Linked DNA regions of Sus scrofa: region 2 is linked to region 1. A link is a contact called in public Hi-C data. All regions are on one chromosome and are shown on one strand. The core of a region is the stretch at or near the end of the contact, and the rest is flanking DNA. Distances in the headings are between cores, read along the strand shown.

Region 1 (3,027 bases), core at 299-2,798:
TGTTCCTATACCTACTGTATTTTTAGAAGCATCTATATCCTTTCCATATTTTGAACTGCTTAGAAACTGCTGAGACTAATAGTCATTTTCACCAACTAATGAGGAAAAGCCATTTCTTTAAAAGGGGAAGGCAGGCTTTGCTCTAAGATCCTTGAGAAGGAATTCCAGAGCCCCTGGATTTAGATTTTCCAAGCCCTTCCCTTCCCACCATTGTCTGCCTATAGGCCCTAGAGGCCATGTTCCCTTAGGGTGACTGGGGTAGAGTCAGCCCTGGGTTCAAGAAGAGACATTCGGCCAGCCTCCTCCCACCTGCAGAGGAAGGAACATGGAGAAGGACTGTCCTTGGGGACTTGTCCCCCTCTGCTCTCCTCCCTACCCATCTCTAGTGCAGATACACCTGCCACGGAAGAGTGCATTTAGGGAGAGGTTCTGTGCCCTAACTGCCTGTAGAATTCCTGGGGAGAGAAGAAAAAAATCCCAGCCCCCCAGCGGGACCTCCGACAGAGTCACGGGGAACCTCTGGGTGGGACTCAAGCTTTGGTACTCTCAGCCAAGTCTGAGACTGACTCCTCACCTCTGGCCCCAGCCTCATCTCTCTGCCCCTCCACCTTCACCTCATGTTCCTGCCTCTTCCCAGGTCAGACTCTGCTCACACCCTGCACATCTGCTGCAACTGGAGTTCCAGTTCAGCAGGGTCAGGCCTCATCCCGCCTGGCCCCAGTCTCTGCGAAGGCTCCAGAACCCTGTCAGCAGGACGGGCCTTGAGGTGAGGCCTGTGGCCGCTCATCTCCAGTAGGGACCCAGACAAGAGTGCTGCAGTCTTGACCTTCCCAGGGGTGCTGAGGCAAGTCCAGGCTCAGCATCTCGGGCCCAGGGTCAAGTGCAGCTGTGTGATACCCACCCAGTCTGCTCGGACTTCAGCACCCGTGCAGGCTTCCTGAGGTTCTTGTTAAAGCACAGGTTCTGATCTGCTCTGAGATGGGACCAGAGGGTCTGCCTTCCTAATAATCCCCAGGGGATGCTGATGCTGGCAGTGCCTGGACCACACTTTTTTACAGGAAATGAAAATGTCCTTGGAGTTCTCGTTGTGGCTCAGTGGTAATGAACCTGACTAGTATCCATGAGGACATGGGTTCAGTCCCTGGCTCCAGTCAGTGGGTTAAGGATCTGGCATTGCCGTGAGCTGTGGTGCAGGTCGCAGACTGAGCTCCCATCCCAAGGTGCTGTGGCTGTGATATAGGCCAGCAGCTACAGCTCTGATTCAACCCCTAGCCTGGGAACTTTGATATGCCTCAGATGCAGTGTTAAAAACAAACAAACAAAAAAAAAACACACCTTATTCAGTATAATAAGGTAAGTGGTGAGCACTCACTTCCTCACCGGCTTCCGCTGCAGCCCTAGCCCATTCTCCCGTCCTAAGGGCACTGGGAGCACAGCTGGCCCCCACCCTGCCTCACTGTGCAGTCCCCTGGAAGACAGGCTAGATCAGCCCCACACACAGGTCCTAGCCTGGCTCTCCTCCCCTGCACCATGACCAGCCTGAGGTGTTCACCTGACTGCACAGCTAGGGGGCATCGAAGGTGCCCTACCCCATCACACAGCCAGAGCCCTGGGCCACCCAGGGGAAACCAGCACCACTGCCCAGCCCTTGACCTCCTGACTAAAGCTGTCGGTTTGCTCTCCTGTCTGCCCATCCCTCATCAGAGTCTGTCTTTCCCTTCTGTGGCACAGCCAGGGAGCAGAGCGAGAGGCGTGAGCTGGGAAGGGCGTGGACTGAGAAGTCAGCTCAGCCTATGCTCGTAGCCTGGCTCTGCCACTTAGCAGCTTTGTGATTTCCAGCAATCTCTGAACTCCTTTGAACCTCAGTTGCCTTCTCCGTAAAATGAAGACAAGGACAGCGCCCTTATCTCTCCGGGTAAGTGGCTTGAGAAAATACACGTATGTGCTCAGCGCCATCCCTGGCACTTAGAGGGTGTGAGGAATGCCAGCTGTCACCAGTAGTGACAAGCACCAGCTCTGCCACTTAGAAGCTAAATGACCTCTTGCGGCCTCAGTTTCCTTGTTTGTCACTTGGCATGGTAACAACATCTGCCTCGTGGGTTCATTAGGAACATTAGACAGGATGAAGCCTGGCACACAGAGGGGGTGCGATGGGTGTTAATCCTCTATCACAGGCGGGGTGTTTCTGCTCCCTGTGTCCTGGTCCCTTAGAGCGGCAGTTTTCAAAGCACAGACCGGGACCCCAGCGATCCCTGAGACCCTTTCAGAGGTTGTGTGAAGTCAAAACTTATCAAACCTAATTTCTTCATAATACTAACCTGTTATTTGCCTTTTTCACCCTCATTTTCCCACGAGTGTGTGGTGGGGTCTTCCAGAGGCACACGTGTGATATCACAACACAGTGAGTGCAGGAGCACATAGGAGAACCCAGCTGGCTTCTGTTAAGCCAGGCATGAAGGAAGCTTTTCAAAAATGCAAAACGGTGTTACCCTTCTCACCTGATCTTTTTTATTTTAGAAAATATCATTTTTCATAAAAGCATTAACATGTGGTGAGTTTAATAGTGCTGGGGAAGTGAATTGATACACACTTTTGAAATGTTCTGGTTTAATTTATAATATGGTGAGTATGGAAAGTAGAAACCATATGAATAAAAGCTCTTTGGGGTCCTCAATAACTTTTAAGAACGTTGGAGTTCCCGCTGTGGCTCAGCGATAACAAATCCAGCTAGTATCCATAAGGATGCGAGTTCAATCCCTGGCCTGGCTCAGTGGCTTAAGGATCTGGCGTTGCCGTGAGCTGTGGTCTAAGTCATAGACATGGCTTGGATCTGGCACTGCTGTGGCTGTGGTGTAGGCTGTCAGCTGCAGTTCTGATTCAACCCCTAGCCTGGGAACTTCTCTATGCTGTGGATGTGGCCCTGAAAGGCCAACAAAAAAAAAAAAAAAAAGGAAGGAAGGAAAACCGAATGTAAAGGAGTCCTGGGACCAAACAGTTGGAGGAGCTGCCCTCGGTACTCACTATGCT
Region 2 (3,027 bases), core at 246-2,745, 74 kb after region 1:
AGAAGCCCATCAGCTAGCAGGCAGGAGGAGTGGGTGAGATGCAGACCAGCTCCAGGAAGGGGGCTGCTTCTCGAAGGCTGATGGAGAGATAAGCCGGAAAGCCAGCACCATTAGTGAAGGAGGTGAAATGTGCCAAAAAGCAAACCAGGCTCAGCTAGCACCTACCAGCCGGCCCCAGGCCAACTGGCCTGGATGAGGAGAAAGAGGGCCAGGCACAGCCTCTAAAAGCAGGGAGGAGCACCCAGGACCTGAACAGACCCAGCAAGGAATAATCCAGAATGATCCAGAAACACAACTCTCGTCAACTCTGTTCTCTCTTGGCCCCCATCACTCAGCCACATCCACTGGGCAAGACGCACCCACTGCAGAATTTTGGGTGCTCTTTCCTCTTCATCTCTTGGTTTGTTCTCCCCTCCCGGACCCGGTGAATATGGCTCCCCTGATGCTCCCCTCACACCCCCTCCCTCACCAGCATCCCCATTCCACTGACATCCCACCCACCCCACACGGCACGGGGAGAGTGGTGAGAGGAGGCCAGATCCACTTGACCGCTTTCTTTCCCTCTACTTTCTGTGTCGCTATGCCACTTTTAGATCCGAAAAACACTTCTGTGTTCATTGCCATCTACCCTCCCAGGCCCAGGACAAATGCAGCCCCTCTGCAAAGCCATCCACCTCTGGTCACCACCATCCCCGAAGCTTCTTCTCTCCTAAGAAGCATGGCTCTTGGCCAAGATCCTTCTCCATCTGGCTGGGGGGCACAGTGGATGGTGCACCTGTCTGATCTTGCCTCTCCACCTCCCTGCCCTGGTCTGCAGGCAACTCCAAGGTGCGACTTTCTACAGCACCAGGGCCAGCCTAGGGCCTGCCATCCAGTAGATTTTATGTAAGTATTTGGGGGGGGGGGCGGAGGAGAGAAAAGGGAGGGAGAGAAGGAAGAAGAAGGGGAAAGAGAAAGGGAATGATGGGTGAAAAGCAGCTTTAGTTGGGTACCAAAAAACGTGATTGGTGTTTCCACTGTTGCTCAGCAGGTTAAGAACCTGAAATCGTGTCCATGAAGATGTGGGATCTTCCCTGGCCCGGCTCAGTGGGTTAAGGGGTCCGGGGTTGCCATAAGCTGTGGTATAGGTCACAGATGCATCTTGGATCCAGAGCTGCTGTGGCTGTGGCGTAGGCCTGCAACCGTGGCTCTTATTTGACCCTTAGCCTGGGAATGTCCAGGTGCCGCAGGTGCAGACTTAAAAAGAAAAAAAAAAAAAAGAAATATACAGAGCAATCTTTTTAAAAATGTGGTCAATGGAAGCTCGAATTTCTTTTCTTGGACACGGTTAGAATCCCTATGTTGGGGTCTTGCCGGGTCCCACTAACTTGATCTGGCAGGAGAGGAAGCATAGAGGGTGGTTGAGGGGGAGAGATTGCACGTTCTCCTCTTCCCCAGCCCAGAGCCTGACATTTGAGCACAGCAAGAGGGCAGACGTGCGGCTCAGGCCGCTGGCCAAGAGCTCTGCGTCCGCTCCGAGTGTGGCTCCGGTTTTCCAGCCTCCACCCGATGGCAGAGATTACAGAGGACCAAAGGCACATTCAGTCAGGAGGGTATTGATTTACCGAATGTTCCATGGGCAGACACTACCCTCCGAGCCTGCCAGCTGCCTCACAGAGCCGGGCCAGCTAAGGGTCCGAGGGCATCAGCACAGCCCCACCCCACCCGACCAGGAGCAGCACTAAGCAGGTGGCCGGCAGATGCTGGGTCAGTGGTGTCATCTTCTTCACCCACGAGGTCAGGCCAACCCTATATTTAAATTCTCAGCACTCTGATTATTCCAGCAGGTTCAGAGAGGCCTCCCTCGGGGAGGGGTGGGCAGAAGGTACCCAGATCCTCCTGAAGAAGTCATCCCATCCCTGCCTCTGTCACCACCTCTATGTAGACCACCCCACACTGAGACCTTTGTCTCTTGTTTCTCGACATCTCTGCCCAAGGGGGCAAGAGGACCAGGGCCCAAGCTCCCTGCCACAGCTGATCCACCTTTTCACAGTTGGGAAGTTCTACCAGGTGGCTGACTCAGATTCCTCCTGCTGCAGTCTAAGCCTTTTGGATAACATGATGGCATAGAACAGTGCCAGAAGCTGAGGCTTTCAGTAGCAGTTTTGACTTTCTTCCACCGTGCTCCCTCCCCTACCCCTGACCCAGACCAGAGGGGCTGCCCCCTCCGGCAGCCAGGTTAGGATTTCCCAACAAAAACCAGGTTCTCAGCACCTGTTCTTAGAAAATCACCCCCTAAAACCTTCTGCTCAGAAACAAGAAGCAGATGTATCACTCTGGGACCCTTGGACACTTTTCCTGAATTATCTGGGACCACTTGCAATCTTACCCCCTCCCCTTTACTGGTTCCTCTGCATCATACCCCAAAGGTCAGAAAGCAAAAATGTCACACCCTGGGAAAGTATGTCAAGGGCAGACATTCACCGTGGTGCTCAGGTGTTCTTCCAGGGTGGCCACGGGGGCTGTTGTCCCCACTAATTGCCTCACTCCCTACCCAAAGGGGCCACCTCCTGCTACCTCCCCCATCCCCTGGGAGGTGATGGGACACAGGACCGTGTAAGTGGCTAAGGCAGCCAGGAGGCAGAACTCATGGGCCTTGGTCTGAAATCCAGCCTCCCTCTCTGTGTAATGGGGCAGGTTTTCCAGACCAGTCCAGGCACCAGTTGCAGGGCTGGAAAGAGATCAGATAAAACAGCCTAAAGCATTTCAAGCTATAGATATTCCTTCAGCTCAAGATCACAGAATGATAGGACGCACTGTCCCTGACCAGCTCCAGACTCCCACCCATCCCCATCAGGATCCTGCCTTCACCATCTGCCCAGGGTATTTTCTAGAACAAGGTGCCTAACCTATCTGTGATTGCCTTAGTGTCCTCACCTATAAAATGGGAGCACTCACAACCAGGTGTTAATGTGGAAGTATTGGGGTCTCAGTGACAGAGGCCCCAGGAAAATGAATGCCTTGAGATCACCACAGAGGGCTTGCAGA

Evidence for each region. Hi-C and Micro-C count contacts between places; a contact is called where the count stands out from the background.
Region 2: a Hi-C map of skeletal muscle shows a contact between it and region 1, with 5 times the contacts expected there. The contact joins two enhancer-like sites. A contact is called at or near these places in 22 of 47 Hi-C or Micro-C datasets (adipose tissue, alveolar macrophages, brain and 14 more) and 1 of 2 datasets of contacts at active chromatin or transcription factors (skeletal muscle).

The regions. Positions count from the first base shown.
Region 1 is chr15:119,944,198-119,947,224 of Sscrofa11.1, forward strand. No RefSeq gene overlaps it. Among named protein-coding and RNA genes, the nearest start is that of TNS1, 200 kb to the right of the region's middle. Within about 2 kb of position 1,549, at least 7 of the 83 cell types and tissues checked have an H3K27ac peak or open chromatin away from gene starts, as enhancers often do. A contact at or near this core is called in skeletal muscle, where this site is marked.
Region 2 is chr15:120,018,741-120,021,767 of Sscrofa11.1, forward strand. All of the region lies in intron 17 of TNS1 (tensin-1), which reads right to left. Among named protein-coding and RNA genes, the nearest start is that of TNS1, 120 kb to the right of the region's middle. Within about 2 kb of position 1,496, at least 4 of the 83 cell types and tissues checked have an H3K27ac peak or open chromatin away from gene starts, as enhancers often do. A contact at or near this core is called in skeletal muscle, where this site is marked.